Regions from separate parts of the Rattus norvegicus genome. Here region 2 is linked to region 1. A link is a contact called in public Hi-C data. All regions are on one chromosome and are shown on one strand. The core of a region is the stretch at or near the end of the contact, and the rest is flanking DNA. Distances in the headings are between cores, read along the strand shown. Region 1 holds the start of Mtmr12 (myotubularin related protein 12). Region 2 overlaps Mtmr12 (myotubularin related protein 12).

Region 1 (3,029 bases), core at 58-2,557:
GTGGGCAGACATCTGGAGATGGTGAATTTGGTAAAGCATCTACCTGCACACTACTCATCAGCTTGCAGAAGTTGGGCCTGGTAGTACTGCCTTTAGTTCTAGCATTCGGGAGGCGGAGGCACGCAGAGCTCTGTGACTTCGAAGCCAGACTTGAGAAACAAACAAAATTGCAAAACAGAAAAAGGGGGGGAAAAACCCACAACTTTCACAAATCGAAAATGAGAAGGACTCTACTAAAAGATAAAGAATGACAGTTCCAGAAGTCTTCAACATGGTCTAGGAGTTCTGATTTCTCTCTCCAACCTCCTCTCTGTGCCTCACGAACGGAGTTCCAGACACACTGTCAACTGGCAGTCTTCTCTGGGGCTGCGAGGGACCCCTTACCTAGACCTAACGTCTTCTATTGACTGAAATACCACCTTTGCAAGTATGAAAGGATGTCTTGTCCCATTACCTTCTAAGTACTATACAATTTATATATATCCTGGACTGTTTGTTCCTCTTTTTACATAAGTTCCCAGGGAGCTCTATCTTTGTTCTGTTCACTGATACTTATCACAAGAATTCCAGGATCGTACCTGGCACATAGTAGGAGCTCAGAAAGTATTTCCCAAGAGAATGCACTTCTTGACTAAAATTGCAGATCGGAAGGGGTGAGATGAAATGGGAAGAGGCGTGAGGAGGATGCTCTGGGCAGACACCAAAAGAGGCCAAGGCCAACCCACATTCCGTACAGCAGCGCGGACGGAAAGCAGTGCACCACCCGCGGCAGGCGAGCTCTAAAGACTCACGAAGAAAGTCCAGGGCAGAGCATACACACCAAGCTGCGAGCTGCCGGGAAACCCCGCGGGGGGCTTTCAACCACCCAAGCTTTCTGCTACCTTCCCGGATACCTAAGGCGCTGGGGCCGCAGGACCTCCCGGACTCCGGCTCCTGCCCATAGGGGCCGTGGTGAACGACAGGGCCCTGCCCTAGCACCTGCCCGGCCTGCCGCAGGGGTCCGGGCCGCGGCCAGCCCAGAGGCCCCAGAGCGTCCTGCCGCTTCGCCCCGCCCGGCACTCGGGCAGGAAGCGCCCCTGTCCCGGCCGTTCCACCCGCCGCCGCGCTCGCCCGGCGCACTCTCACCTCAGGGCGCACGTACGACACGAAGGAGGGCTTGGGCGCCTTGGTGCCGCCGCCACCGCCGACTCCCCCTTTCCCCAGCATTCCGCCGCCTTGCGAAGCAACGACGCGCGGCGGCAGAGGCGGCGGCTCCGGCTCAGGTTCCGGCAGTGGCGGCGGCCACCAGCACCAGCGGCCGGGGCTCCGCCCATCCCTAGGGCCGCGGCAGCGGCAGTACCGCCCGCATCCGGCTCCGCCGCTTACACCGTTCGCCCCGCCCAGGCCACGCGCCCCGCCTACGGACCGTGGACACGCCCACTGCCGCTTGCTCTTTCCAGGATGAGAGGCCACGCCCTCTCCCTTGTTGGCCCGAGTGTCTGAACGCCTCTCCTGGCTTGATTTGTTCCCTGTCTGAGGCAAAGCCCGCCCCTAGGCATCCTTTGATTGGCACGGGGCAGTACCTAAAGAGATAGTTGCTCTAGAGATATTTGCTTTAGCCAATGCAGACAGCGTTCTCTCTCCGGGCTGCCCTACGATTGGATAGCGGGAATGTCGCCGTTTGCCCCAAGATTCTGCCATCGCTAAGTTATTGCGGCCAGTCGTTCTACCCCTTTGCTTTATTTATTTGTCAGCAGCTTTGAAATTCAGCTTCCGAAAGCTCGTTGAACAGAATGCCTCCGCAGACGCTTCAAATCCACACCAACGACGTTCAGACTTTGGACAAATGAAAAGAGACAGAGAGGACAGGAACTAAGTAATAGACTGAAGTAACCGCAAAATGTTGTGTCAACTTCAAACTTTTGTTTGTTGCTTGGTTTGTAACTGGTAAGATATAGTAAAAAGAAAAAACCCTTACGACTTACCTACTCTCCCAAGTTATCGACAAACCTCTCAAATTAAGCCAAGATTGCAAATAAAACACATTTGAATTCCACCTTTGGGGCACTTGCCTCACATGAGCAAAACCAAATTAAATTCTCCCTCTGGAGCATTGTGGTCGAAGAATAAGACAGGATGCAACTCACTCAAAGTTCCATCTTCTGTGAAAAGCTATTAAACATTTGCAGTTAATTTTTCAAGTGTCAGGCACCTTGCCCTGCCTTAGTCTGACCAACAGCCTTTAAAAAAAAAAAAAAATTCCCAACTAAGTACTACTCCTTCACGAAGGTCTCTTAAGTGACACGGAAAGTACTAGGGGTGGTAGTGCACATCTGCCATTTCAGCACCTGGGAGACCAGACAAAAAGATTGTCAATTTGTGGCTAGCTCAGACTACTTAGTAAGTTCAGGATCAACCCAGACCACAAATAAGACCATCTCAAAAATCTAGCAAACAATTAACTAAGCTCCTCCAGGTTGATTCCCAGGTACAGGACGTGACCCCTGACTCAGATATGCCAGACAGATTCTGTTACTTTTGTTTCCAACATCTGACCCAACCCATAAACAGAAATACTGGCTTTTCATAGAAATTCACCAAGCAAATGTCCCTTTCTTCAGGCATCATGCATTAGGTATTACTAGATCACCCTGATCTTTAACATCTGTCATTGTTCAAGCCTGGTTGTAATATGATCCTGGAAACTTGACACTGTCTCTGGATCAGTACACTTCCCAGGAATTGGAGCCAACAAATGAAAGGTTTTAAATACCAAGAGCCAGCTGGTTTGCCACCCTCCAAATATGTCCCTGCCCCTCCCCGTAGCCCCTCCCTATAGCCCCTCCCTGTGTGATACTGTTAAGAAAAAAATGGGCTTAGAGGAGGTTCTTAAGTCTTGAAGGAATGCCCTTGTGAGATCAGAGGGTTCTGGCTAGCCCTCCCACATGAGAGAACTCAGCAAGAATGTGTCATCATTGAATGGGCCACCCTTCCCAACGTGGAATCTACTGATGTCTTGTTCTGGAATTCCCTAGACTCCAAAACAGTGA
Region 2 (3,083 bases), core at 495-2,994, 41 kb before region 1:
GGACTGAGATATCTGAATGTGGGAAACACGGACTGAATAGTACTGTCCAGACAGGCCACCATTCTAATTCCACCTGAGAAGTGCTCAGCTCCCTCTTTAATACACATACTGTACTACTGCAGTGGGCCCCTGGTCCTGGAAAGGTTTGTATGCCTTCCCTGTCTAGTAAGATTGAATATTCTACAATGTTACCACCCTAGTTAATTTCACCCTATACAAAGGTTGACACAAAAACATTTAAAAAGTCAGACAAGGGCTGGAGAGATGGCTCAGAGGTTAAGAGCACTGACTGCTCTTCCAGAGGTCCTGAGTTCAATTCCCAGCAACCACATGGTGGCTCACAACCACCTGTAATGGGATCTGATGCCCTCTTCTTGTGTGTCTGAAGACAGCCACAGTGTACTTATATATAATAAATAAATCTTTAAAAAAAAAAAAAAAAAAAGGTCAGATAGAATGTCTGGCAGGCTAGGAGATTTTGGCCTCTGTCCATGAGCACTGAGCACCACACCAGGTACAGGATGGAGGGTGTGCTCTCCTGTCCCTCAGCTCTGGTAGATCCCAGGCAGTCTTCAGAGACTATGAGCAATTAGCTCTCCCTCTTCAAAACAGTCACCTGAGGCCCCAGGAGAGTTCTGAGTGAAGAGCTTTTCTCTGCTGCTACGTTATGGAAGCTGGGCAATCCACTCAGGCACCGCATAGTGTGGGAAGGGTAGCCCAGGGCAGAGCTACATCATGCTGTGTCTGCATTGTTCATGGGTCTCTCTGTAAAGCACACACCCCACAACGCTATAAACCTTCTTGTTTCTCAGCAAAGTACAAAGAAGTCAAGATTTAGGAGTGAATTAAAAAGAGAAACAATAGGCCATGGCACCAAACAGTCAGATCTGATGATGCTACAGCTTCTCCTTCTGATCCAGACCAACTGGGGGAGGGGCCATCCTGTTCCTGTTTCAGGTTGGTTGAGATCAGAACTGATATGCTGAAGAAACCAGATACTCAAATATAAAAAGTGCTATAAACCTACAGTATTTTATGAGGCTGTCAGCACAGTGCTAGGAAGCTATGTTCCCAAATGATAAGATTCAAGTTTCTAAAAACAGATCAGCAGAGTCACCCTTTAAAAATGTAGGCCAGATCACTCCCTGCCTCAGCTCAAACTCCCCCTTCATTGTTCTCAGAATCAAAAAGAATAAATCCTTCAGGAAGCATCCGACCATCCCTTTTCCTCACCCTTTCCTCCCCTTTCTCTGGCTTGCTACTCCCCAACCCATTGGCCCCTGGATGTAGGGCACACAACCTTGCCCTGGCTGTTCTGCCTACCAGGCTTCCCTGCCTCCCCTTCTCTCAACTCTGACCTGGAACTTGCTATATAGACCAGGCTCACTTCAAACTCAGAGATCCACCCAAATGCTGGGATTAAAAGCATGTGTCGGGTTGGGGATTTAGCTCAGTGGTAGAGCACTTGCCCAGCAAGCGCAAGGCCCTGGGTTTGGTCCCCAGCTCCGAAAAAAAGAAAAAAGAAAAAAGAAAAAAAGAAAAAAAAAAAAAAAAAGGCATGTGTCACTAAGCCCAGCTGGGTGTGTTATTCTTGCAAAGGACCAGAGTTCAATTCACAGCACCCACTTTATAGCCCACTCACAGATGCCTCCAAGTCCAGCACATGGGGTCTGTGATGACTCATAGTGGTTGTCAACTTGACTGTATCTGAAATCAACTAAGCTCTGGGCACTTCTGTGAGGAATGTTCTTAATCACATCTGAAGTAGGAAGTCACGCTAAATGTGGGTGGCACCTTCTGGCAGCAGCCTGGACACAAGGACAAGGAAGAAGAAAATTGCTTTTTTGCCTTCTTGTCCTCACTTCTGCTGACAAGATCATCTATCTGTTGCTGTGGTATTCCTCTGCCATCAGAACCAACTTCTTCAAGATTTCAACATAGCAGAAGGTCAGCAATCCAAGAATCCTCCACCCTCCAGTTCCAGACTGGGACTGCTGAGACAGCCTGCCTTGAGGACTAAGCAGCTGCCGGTGTGAGGCAGCCCACACCCTGAAGGAAACCTAATAAATCACCTCTGTGTGTGGGTGAGTACACACCCCCATCCTGTCAGACTTGCTTCTTAGGAGACCCTAATATAAGATCTGAGGCTTCTTGTGGCCTCCAAGGGCGCCCACAGACACACACACTAGTGGGGAGAGCTGACGTGAAGAGCTTACCTGTCACAGACTCTGTAGCCTTCATTCACACTCACTGTTTTGTACTTCACACTCCCCTTGGTCCGCTCCAGCTCCCAGCACCAGTCTTTGGGTGTGTCAAACATTACGGTACAGTTCCTGGGGTCAGCAGCTAAGAGAACAAAGCGAGCACAGCAGTAACGTCTCTGCATGACTGTTCATGTGAGCGCACGAGCTCTGAACCCAACTTATTACACTTAAGTCTTTCTTTAATCAAAGAATAAATTCATAACTTAACTGTTCCACTTTCTGTCACTCATCCAAAATTACAATGGGAACTTTATTCAAATGTTTATTACGTTTATGTATTTTGTATGGGGGGGATGCATGCCTGTCTTAGTACATATTTGTTGATCAAAGGACAACTCGGCAGGAGTCAGTTCTCCCACCACGTGGGTGCTGGGGATTAAACTTAGATTAATCTTGGGTGTGAAGGTTCAATTTTACCTACTAAGCCATCCCACTGGTCCATGCTGTCTCTGTGCATTTTAAGGAGAGGGTTGCTTTGTTCTTCATTTTTTCATCGTGTATTTCGTGTGTTTGTGTGCACCTGTCTCTGTATGCTCAGAATGTGTGGGAACCTATGGGATCCAGGATATGGTACTAGACCCCTGGAGCTGGAGTTACAGGCAGTTGCGAGCTGCCCACTACGGGTGCTGGGAACTGAGCTTGGGTCCTTGGGAAAAGCAACAAGTGCTCTTAACTGCTAAGCCATCCCTCCAGCCCGAGAAGGCTATTCTTATTCCACAATCCTGGCATCTGCCCATGAAATAATTTACATAAAACACAAACCCTGTGAAAGACTGAAAGATGGGTTTGGCACAAGGGCTAAGGAATGAAGTATTCTTA

Evidence for each region. Hi-C and Micro-C count contacts between places; a contact is called where the count stands out from the background.
Region 2: a Hi-C map of psoas muscle shows a contact between it and region 1, with 2.0 times the contacts expected there. The contact joins the enhancer-like site here to the promoter of Mtmr12 in region 1. A contact is called at or near these places in 4 of 12 Hi-C or Micro-C datasets (liver, mammary epithelial cells and psoas muscle) and 1 of 1 datasets of contacts at active chromatin or transcription factors (oligodendrocytes).

Annotation. Positions count from the first base shown.
Region 1 is chr2:62,949,167-62,952,195 of GRCr8, reverse strand. Mtmr12 (myotubularin related protein 12) reads right to left here and starts at 1,307. Exons shown (of 16, transcript NM_001415035.1): 1 at 1,126-1,307. The coding sequence starts at 1,206.
Region 2 is chr2:62,990,717-62,993,799 of GRCr8, reverse strand. It overlaps Mtmr12 (myotubularin related protein 12), which reads right to left. Exons shown (of 16, transcript NM_001415035.1): 7 at 2,217-2,346. It overlaps LOC134485602 (a long non-coding RNA gene), which reads right to left. Exons shown (of 2, transcript XR_010063770.1): 2 at 2,632-3,083. Among named protein-coding and RNA genes, the nearest start is that of Mtmr12, 41 kb to the right of the region's middle. Within about 2 kb of position 1,744, at least 36 of the 93 cell types and tissues checked have an H3K27ac peak or open chromatin away from gene starts, as enhancers often do.